2 separate regions of the Mus musculus genome follow, and region 1 is linked to region 2. The links are chromatin contacts, called in public promoter capture Hi-C maps. All regions are on one chromosome and are shown on one strand. Each heading gives the region's core, a stretch centred on a gene start, on an enhancer-like site or on the middle of the called end of the contact. The rest is flanking DNA. Distances are from core to core; before and after follow the strand shown. Region 1 has its middle 51 kb from the start of Cxcl12. Region 2 has its middle 88 kb from the start of 6820426E19Rik.

Region 1 (3,611 bases), core at 818-3,317, 190 kb after region 2:
CCGAGAAGTCTGACTTTTCAGTCCTACGCACTACATGCCCCGAGGACCTCCTGGCCTCTATTGCTGGTGGAGACTTGGGACAGCTGTTTGTATGTGCACGTCCACTCGGTGAAACTGTAGCCCACAGGTCACCCAGCTCAGGTCACAAAGCTTAGGCTCCAGGTGCAAAGCAGGGCAAAGGTCAGCTGGAGCCTCACTGAGCCCAGTCTGGGAGCTGAACATTCTTAAAAGACATTTGCTCAAAGGACCTTTGCTGGTGGGAAAGTTCCCGGGCCTTCATTCTTGGCTAGGAAAAGAAAACATTGTTCAAACAGGTGGGTGAGCGTTAGCTTCAGGGAACGCTGAGAAAGAAAAACTAGAGACCTTACCCAAAACATTCACGGCCTGACCTTTGCAGGTGTCACAGGATCTTATATCCGGAAGTCCGGAGGACAGCCCCTCTCCCCTCACTTCAGGGCCCTTTGCGAGGGTGCCTGTTGCCAGCTGAAGTTAAAGGGCAGCAACCATCAGGGACAAGGTTAACCCTGTACACGTGAGGCCCGGGCTCTGTCATGCATGCTTGTGAATGGTTGGAAGTCTCTACTGCAAAGGGCCTGCCTGGGCCTCAGAAAGCACCTGATGGCTGAGGGCTACCCCCTCACCAGTGAATGGAGATCTGTCCTGATGGTCAATTTGGTTTATAAATCTGTGCTTTTTAAAGAAAGCATTTGGGAGATTTTATGTATAAAACTCTTGAACAATTTACTCTGGGTAATTCATAAGGCCTAAAGTCCTATAAGACTGAGCTCAGGGACCTGGGCCTCTGCATTTCCTGCTCCCATCCCCTATTCAGGCACCCAGGCACCCTGGCAGCTATGTGCTCTGTCCTGTCTCTCCCCTCTGTTGGAGACTTCCTCTATACTCCAGAACTCTCGGGGGCCTCCTATGTAACAGAGGGACACATTCCTTAGATATCAATAAGCCGACTCTATCAACCACATTGGTGAGAATTCCCAGTAAAGAATGCAAAGAAACAGAAAGATCTGCTTATGTGCAGTGGACCCTTGAACTGGTTTTTTTAATGTTCTTTGCTGAATTGGAACAGCAGCCAGCTAGGAGTGGCCGGAAAGAGAATGGCATCTGTAGGGCTCCACATGGGGGCATGGAGCTGGGCAAGGGAGTGTTCTGCTTAGAGCCAAGGACCCTACAGGGGTGACAGAAGGTGACAGGGAAGGAAGAAGGGAGGATGCTGCGCGTGCACAGCCCCCACTGCTCTCCAGCCGCGCCCTTACTCTGACTCTTTGTGATTCACACAGTTTGAGACATGCAAGGCAGATCTTCAATCCATTTCTTAAGTGACCCAGAGTGCCTAAAAATGGGATTTTACAATATCATAAACTTAATGCCTGAATCCCAATTCTAAACTCCAAGCTGTGTTTTTCTCTATCTCACAGAAGGACAAAGAAGGAAAAGGCCAGAGAGCAGGCCATGACTCCATTCTTGGATCCTTGTGCCTACTAGGTGCACAACAAAGACCTTGATTGTGTTCTAAGGGTCTTGTACCTACTTTGTGCACAACAACTTTTGAATGAATACATGATGGATAACAACAAGAGATTTTTTAAAAGTAGCAAGTGCGTTATGCCAAGAATGTTTTCAATTTCCAGGTTCTGTCATTTATCTTAGTTTTTAAAACAGTCTGCATATGTGGCTTATGAAAGTCAGTGGTGCAGTTCAGAAACAGAGAAACTGCGTGACCCAGCCATGCTTTGCCAAAGGCAAAATGCAGAGTAGGTAGGTTGATACTATGGCAGGAAACCAGCCCTGTAACCCGACCCAGAGAGCTGTTTATGCTCTGACTCTTGAGCAATATGGCTCAGAGATTCAGAGAAATGTTGTGTTGTGAGTTTTTAGGGGGCAGTGAGGGTGGCTCTCACTCTTTCTCACTGGAGGGCCAAACCTCAATATCCAGTGCCTCACCAAACACTCTCCAAGCCTACCACTGCCCCCCCCTCCTGCTCTAGATGAGCCTTAGTCATACATGCACACACACACACACACACACACACACACACACACGCACAGTCTGCTCTCTCTTTGCAATAGGCTCAGCACACCACAGTAGGCAGATCTGCCTAGGTAGTCGCCTGCACCAGTACCAAGAACGGAGTGTCTCAAATCCATGTCAGAATCAGAATCACCTGGCAGGCTTGCAAAAACAGCATGCTGAGCCCAACTCTATTGGTTCGAATTTGAGAGGTCCAGATGGAGGCTAAGAAGCTGTGTGTGCTACTGATGCTGCTCAGTCAGAGATGAAAGACAAGAAAGGCATCAGGCTGGCACTGACACACTTTTATAGCCAGGTTTCATCCAGCTCTCTGTCCTTTATGCTCACCCAGCAGTCAGGGATCATGTGTGTGTTCCCAACCGCACACATCCTGTGTGTGCCTTGAATGCTTTCCTCTTGCACCTTTCTTCAGGCTCTGCACCCATCCTCAGACCCTTCCACACAGTGCAGACCTCACTGCTCAGATTTTCTCAGCTCCCTTAGCAGAATCCCCTGCCTTGCTTTTAAAGGGCTTACTAGTTTCTTTCTTCTGGTTTTGGGGGACAGGGTCGCACAGCGGCTCAGTAACAGGCTTTGGGCACTAGCGGGACTGCTTTCAGTTCCCCCTTCTTCAACTGGCAAGCTGTGTGAGCCAAGATGTGGGGGCCTTGGGATCTCCAGGCCTTGGTTCCCTCCTCTGTGTGAGGACAGAAATTCATATTGAATTTAAGACCTGTCTGTGTTTTGTTGTTGTTGTTGTTGTTGTTGTTATGTTGTTTCGATCCTTCCCTTTGAATGTGACTGGCTTTCAAGACTCACTGTAACAAACAGCATGCAGTAGAAATGACACTGTAATTCTGAGATGAGGTCAAGTAAGCCATGCAGTTTCTGCAGACTGCTTTATGATACTTCTACTTGATACTCAACTCCTCTCCATGAGTGAGCCAAGCACTACCTGAAGATACCACATAGGCAACTTCAGCCAGGGTCTCAATGGAGGACCCAGATGATGTCACATCCACACTAACTGAGGCTCAATGTGACTTCAGTCCTCATCACCTGTCTTACTCCACTATGTGTTGCTATAATGAAGTACCTGAGGTTGGGCTTTAACTAAGAAAGGAGGGTTGTTTATCTCTCAGTTTTGGAGTTTTGCAAATATAATACTTGCCTGGTACTACAGATCATGGGTAGAACATTTGCCCTGTATGTCCAAATTTCTGGGCTCCATCCCCAATAATTCAAATAATAAATAGTGATAGCTCAACTTCAGAATCTGCTTGAGTGTAGGAAAGGCTTGCTGGATACTTCAGGCCATGGTGGATGATGGGAACACATGACAAAACAGCAAGAAAGAGGGAGCCTGGAGCATGGCTGCCTTGTAGAAACTCATCCTTGTGAAAACCAACCATATGCCAGCAAGATTTTGTTGACAGGACCCTGATATAGCTGTCTCTTGTGAGGCTATGCCAGTGCCTGGCAAATACAGAAGGATGCTCACAGTCATTTATTGGATGGAACACAGGGCTCCCAATGTAGGAGCTAGAGAAAGTACCCAAGGAGCTAAATAAAGGGATCTGTAACC
Region 2 (4,046 bases), core at 426-2,925:
AGCCACTCTGCAGCTCCTCTCAAGGGAAGACCCTGCTGGTTTGGTGATGAGTCAGATGGTCTGTTTGTTTTCAGAAGCCAGAAAGCGACTTTTATCTGTCATTCATTCCGTGTAATTCAGAAATGGGCTCATCGCCAACCAGCTAGGTGGCAGTATGCCTGCTTTGAAGCCATACATCTCTGTCATGTACATATATTTCACTATCATTTTATATTAACTACCCAAACACCTATGTGCACGTATGCACTTTACTGAAGCACATCCAGCGAAGGGGAGAGATCAAGACCCGGGATTCACTAGGGGCTGGCCTGTACTGGGTGCTTTGCATGCTCACAGCAATGCAGGCTCTCAAACTTGAACCAGAAAGTTGTAATCACCCAAAGGCTTGACAGAGCACAGGAATCTTAGAGACTCCATGTTTCCAGATCAGAAGGAACAAGTTGGAGGTCAGAGGCTGACAAGAGAGGCTGCCGTCATGGGTCCAGGAAGCCTACCTTGAGAAACCCAGCATTCAGTTATTAAGCTGAATTTTGGAAGGAGAACCTGAGGCTCAGAGATGTCAAGTCACACAGCTGGCAACAGAGCAAGGGCAAGGGCCAACAACCTTCTGCAGGCCTACTCAGCGCAGAGTCACCCCGATATTTTTAAATGTGAAAATGAGGTAGACCACTATGCTTTCACACGCGGTGTGCAATGCAGTTCAGGTCTGGCTGGGCAAGATCATTTGAAGCTTGCTGTAATCTTCTGGGCTGCTTGTTCTACCGTCTCCTTTACCTGGTAGCTTCCTAGCTGATAAAACACTGTGGGTGTTTGCTCGCTGTCTGTGGGCAGCTGGACAAGCCTGTTGTTCAATGGATGTTCAGGCTGCGTGGATGGAGGCTGGACTGGCTTGTGTCTGTGATGAGCTGAGAGGGGGGTTCCTCCAGTCTGGGTGGCCCTTTTAACTTGTCTGGAGATTGTTTTCATTTTGGCAGAGGCATAAACAGGGAAGAGTGGGCCACAGGCTTCCTGTAACCCAGCAGGTGACCTAGCCTTGTCTACACAGTGGTTGCAGGACTCCAGAAATGAAAGTGGAACCTTCAGTGGAGAGCAGAGGGTCTGGTACAGAGTTAGGCACCTGCCAAGTGTACCCCGCATTGTTGATTTAAGTGTTAGGCCAGCCAAGATCCACAGTGTAGGAAAAGAAATCCTACCTTTCGCTGGTGAATACAGGAAGCAGGAGAATTTGCAGCTGTTCAAAACATGGCGCCTGCTTCGCGTTCTCTAGTACCATTTGACAACCCTCCCCATGACTATTTCTTTGCCAGCTCAAAAACTAGAGAGGACAGGTCTGCTGCTTCTCTGAATTGCAGAAAGACAAAAGCATTCCTTAACACTAGTCCACCACCAGGAATTCACCCTGAGAAATGTGCCTCTCACTTTCCATGAAAAGCTTTTAAAATGACGTCTCCTTGGAACCTTCCGGCTAGAAGCATCAATATGGAGTTCAAATGGAATATGCAGTTTTCACAGCTGTATCTGTGCTAAATTAAAAAGAACAGAGAAAACAAAGAGAAATGGGGGCGAGGGCGGGAGCGGGGGAGACTTTTGCAACAGAATGTGGGCACCGGGAGAGCAGTCTTCCAAGGCCTGCTGCCTGCTCAGCGACCCCGGGCTTTCCAGATCGGACTCTTAATTAATCATGGCTGGAGTTCTGCACTTTGACTCTCCGGCTGGTGTTTTATTTTCTTGTTCCAATGCCCACATGAGCATCCTCTGGCAATAAAACATCCAGGGAGAAGTTATAAAAACATGTCATCCTACTTACAGCATATGGCTAATTGATTTTTGAGAATTGCTTAATTGTGTGACTTTCGTTAACCAAACAACAATGCCTGTTTTCACACCCCCAATATTAGCTCATACTATTTCATGACCTGCCCCCGCTGAGACACACTCCATATTTCTGACCATAAATCTGGCCTCTGCCTGGGCTTGCGTACTTGTTTCAGCTTTGTTGTGACGGTTTTACTGCATCGGTTGCCTTTTTAAAGAAATTTATGGTGGGCAATAAACATGGAGAGAGGTTTAAGGGAAGAAAGTAGGGGTTTGGGTCGCTCTTTTTGCAAGCTGAATTTTTAAATTTCTTCCTTACATAAAATAACAAAAGGTAGTTTTCTTCAGTGATTGGCCCTGTGCTGGCCTCTGTAGGTTCCACTTAAATGGATGTGGAAGGAACATGAAGTGTGGCCTTTTTAAACAGAGGATTCCAAAGGCTCTGCCGAGTTACCCTAATTGCCCGGAGTTGGGCGGAATTTTAATGTGGAAAAGGCTATGTGATAGGCGGGTAGGAAGGAGAGGCGAAGCCTTAGAGGAAGAAGTTGAAGGCGGTTGAGAGAAGCAGGCAACCACAGTTGGTGGGAATCAGTGGAGCAGAAGCCTGGAAATGTCACTTTAGATTATGATCGAGGCCACAACCACAGAGGGAAGGAAGGTGAGCACACCCCAGCTCGACCTCAAGAGAAGTTGTTGATTGACACAGCGATGGCCTCCTATGATTATCTACAGTGTCGAAGTGCAAAATCTCCATAGAAGGTAAATTTGCATATGAGAGTTCAATTACATCTCCCAGCACCTTCACTGTGACCACTTCATTTTATTGGTGCCACTAGCGTGTATGAGTAAGGAAGTGTGTGTGTGTGTGTGTGTGTGTGTGTGTGTGCAGGTGTCTGCATTCACATGTATAGATAGGTGCACATGTGATGCAATGCATGTGCATGCCCATACGTGGACGCCATAGGACCACCTTGGATGTCTTTCCTCCTCAGGGTCTGTCAGTCTTGTATTTTGAGACAAGGTCTCTCACTCTGACCTGGGGCTCACCCATGAGGCTTAGGCTTGGAGCCAGCCAGTTTCAGGGCTCCTCCCATCTCTACGTCCTCTGCATGGAGATCGTATGCACACTGTCACCATGCCAGGCTGGCTTTCCTAGGAGCAGACCCAGGGAGAAGACTTCAGTCCCTAGGTCGTCTGTCATGAAATAATCGGAGTTCCAGCCCACAATAGCACTGATACTTGGCCTCTCACGTGGCAGTGCACTCGCTGCGGTTTGGATAGGGTATGTTCCTTCTGGCTTGTGCAGGAATGTAATCTCCAAAGTCTTATGTTAATGGCCTTGAGGTTAGAAATATAATCCAGCTATGAGATTAGTGGTAGGGCCGCTGGGAAATGATTAGATTAGACGAGTTCGTTAGGAGAGAGCCCACAGTTTTTGTACCCTGATGGCTTTCTAAGAGGAGGGAAAGAGGCACATATGTTCTCTGTGTCTGGTTATGTGACGCCATCTGTGCACTGATTGGGGAATCAGAAGGCCAACACTGTGCACTTGAGCCTACAAGCCCAATAAACATCTTTTCTTTATAAAGTTAGCCTGCTTTGGGTATTTCATTATACCAATAAGAGTTGACCAGTACAGCAGTGTTCTGCAGTATTTTGTTAATTATTTACAGTCATATCAGAAGCCTACACACGGGTACTGTTACCACACTGTTAACTATTTACAGTCATACAAGAACACTATACACAGGTACCATTATTACACTACTTCACAGACAAAATTGATTTTTTTTAAAATGCTTCTTTTGTATCCATTAACTCAATGGATGTGGCTTTTCCCCTTGCATTTAGTACGGTGGATTAAATGGATTGATTTTTCAGTGCCGGGCTAGCCCTGTTTCCCTGGGATAACTCACTTGGTATATTTTCTTTTACCATATGTTGCTGAACTTTATTTGCTATTATTTTGTTAAGGGCTTTTTTTTTCCCCAACAACAAAAGAAGGAAAAGGGTATTCAGGATATGGGCACTTACCTGAGCCATGGGAAAGCCATGATTGCGCACAGTTTCTAGCTGCTTGGGCTTTGTCCAGAGCAGGTCCCACAGGGTAACCCTACTGTGTCACTGTGCCAACGTGGCTGGGCCACATGGAAGAAGAAACACAGAGGGAAAAAAAACTCACAAGAATGAGAAAAGTCAGGCCATTCTTCTGGGGGCATTCCAACCTTAAA

The links. Promoter capture Hi-C pulls out the DNA fragments that hold promoters and counts their contacts.
Region 1: a promoter capture Hi-C map of hippocampal neurons shows a contact between it and region 2, with 2.8 times the contacts expected there. The contact joins two enhancer-like sites. A contact is called at or near these places in 2 of 39 promoter capture datasets (cranial neural crest and hippocampal neurons), 1 of 15 datasets of contacts at CTCF or cohesin (the NIH/3T3 cell line), 1 of 484 Hi-C or Micro-C datasets (cranial neural crest) and 1 of 115 datasets of contacts at active chromatin or transcription factors (embryonic stem cells).

Annotation. Positions count from the first base shown.
Region 1 is chr6:117,217,682-117,221,292 of GRCm38.p6, reverse strand. No RefSeq gene overlaps it. Among named protein-coding and RNA genes, the nearest start is that of Cxcl12, 51 kb to the right of the region's middle. Within about 2 kb of position 2,067, at least 30 of the 459 cell types and tissues checked have an H3K27ac peak or open chromatin away from gene starts, as enhancers often do. A contact at or near this core is called in hippocampal neurons, where this site is marked.
Region 2 is chr6:117,405,235-117,409,280 of GRCm38.p6, reverse strand. No RefSeq gene overlaps it. Among named protein-coding and RNA genes, the nearest start is that of 6820426E19Rik, 88 kb to the left of the region's middle. Within about 2 kb of position 1,675, at least 28 of the 459 cell types and tissues checked have an H3K27ac peak or open chromatin away from gene starts, as enhancers often do. A contact at or near this core is called in hippocampal neurons, where this site is marked.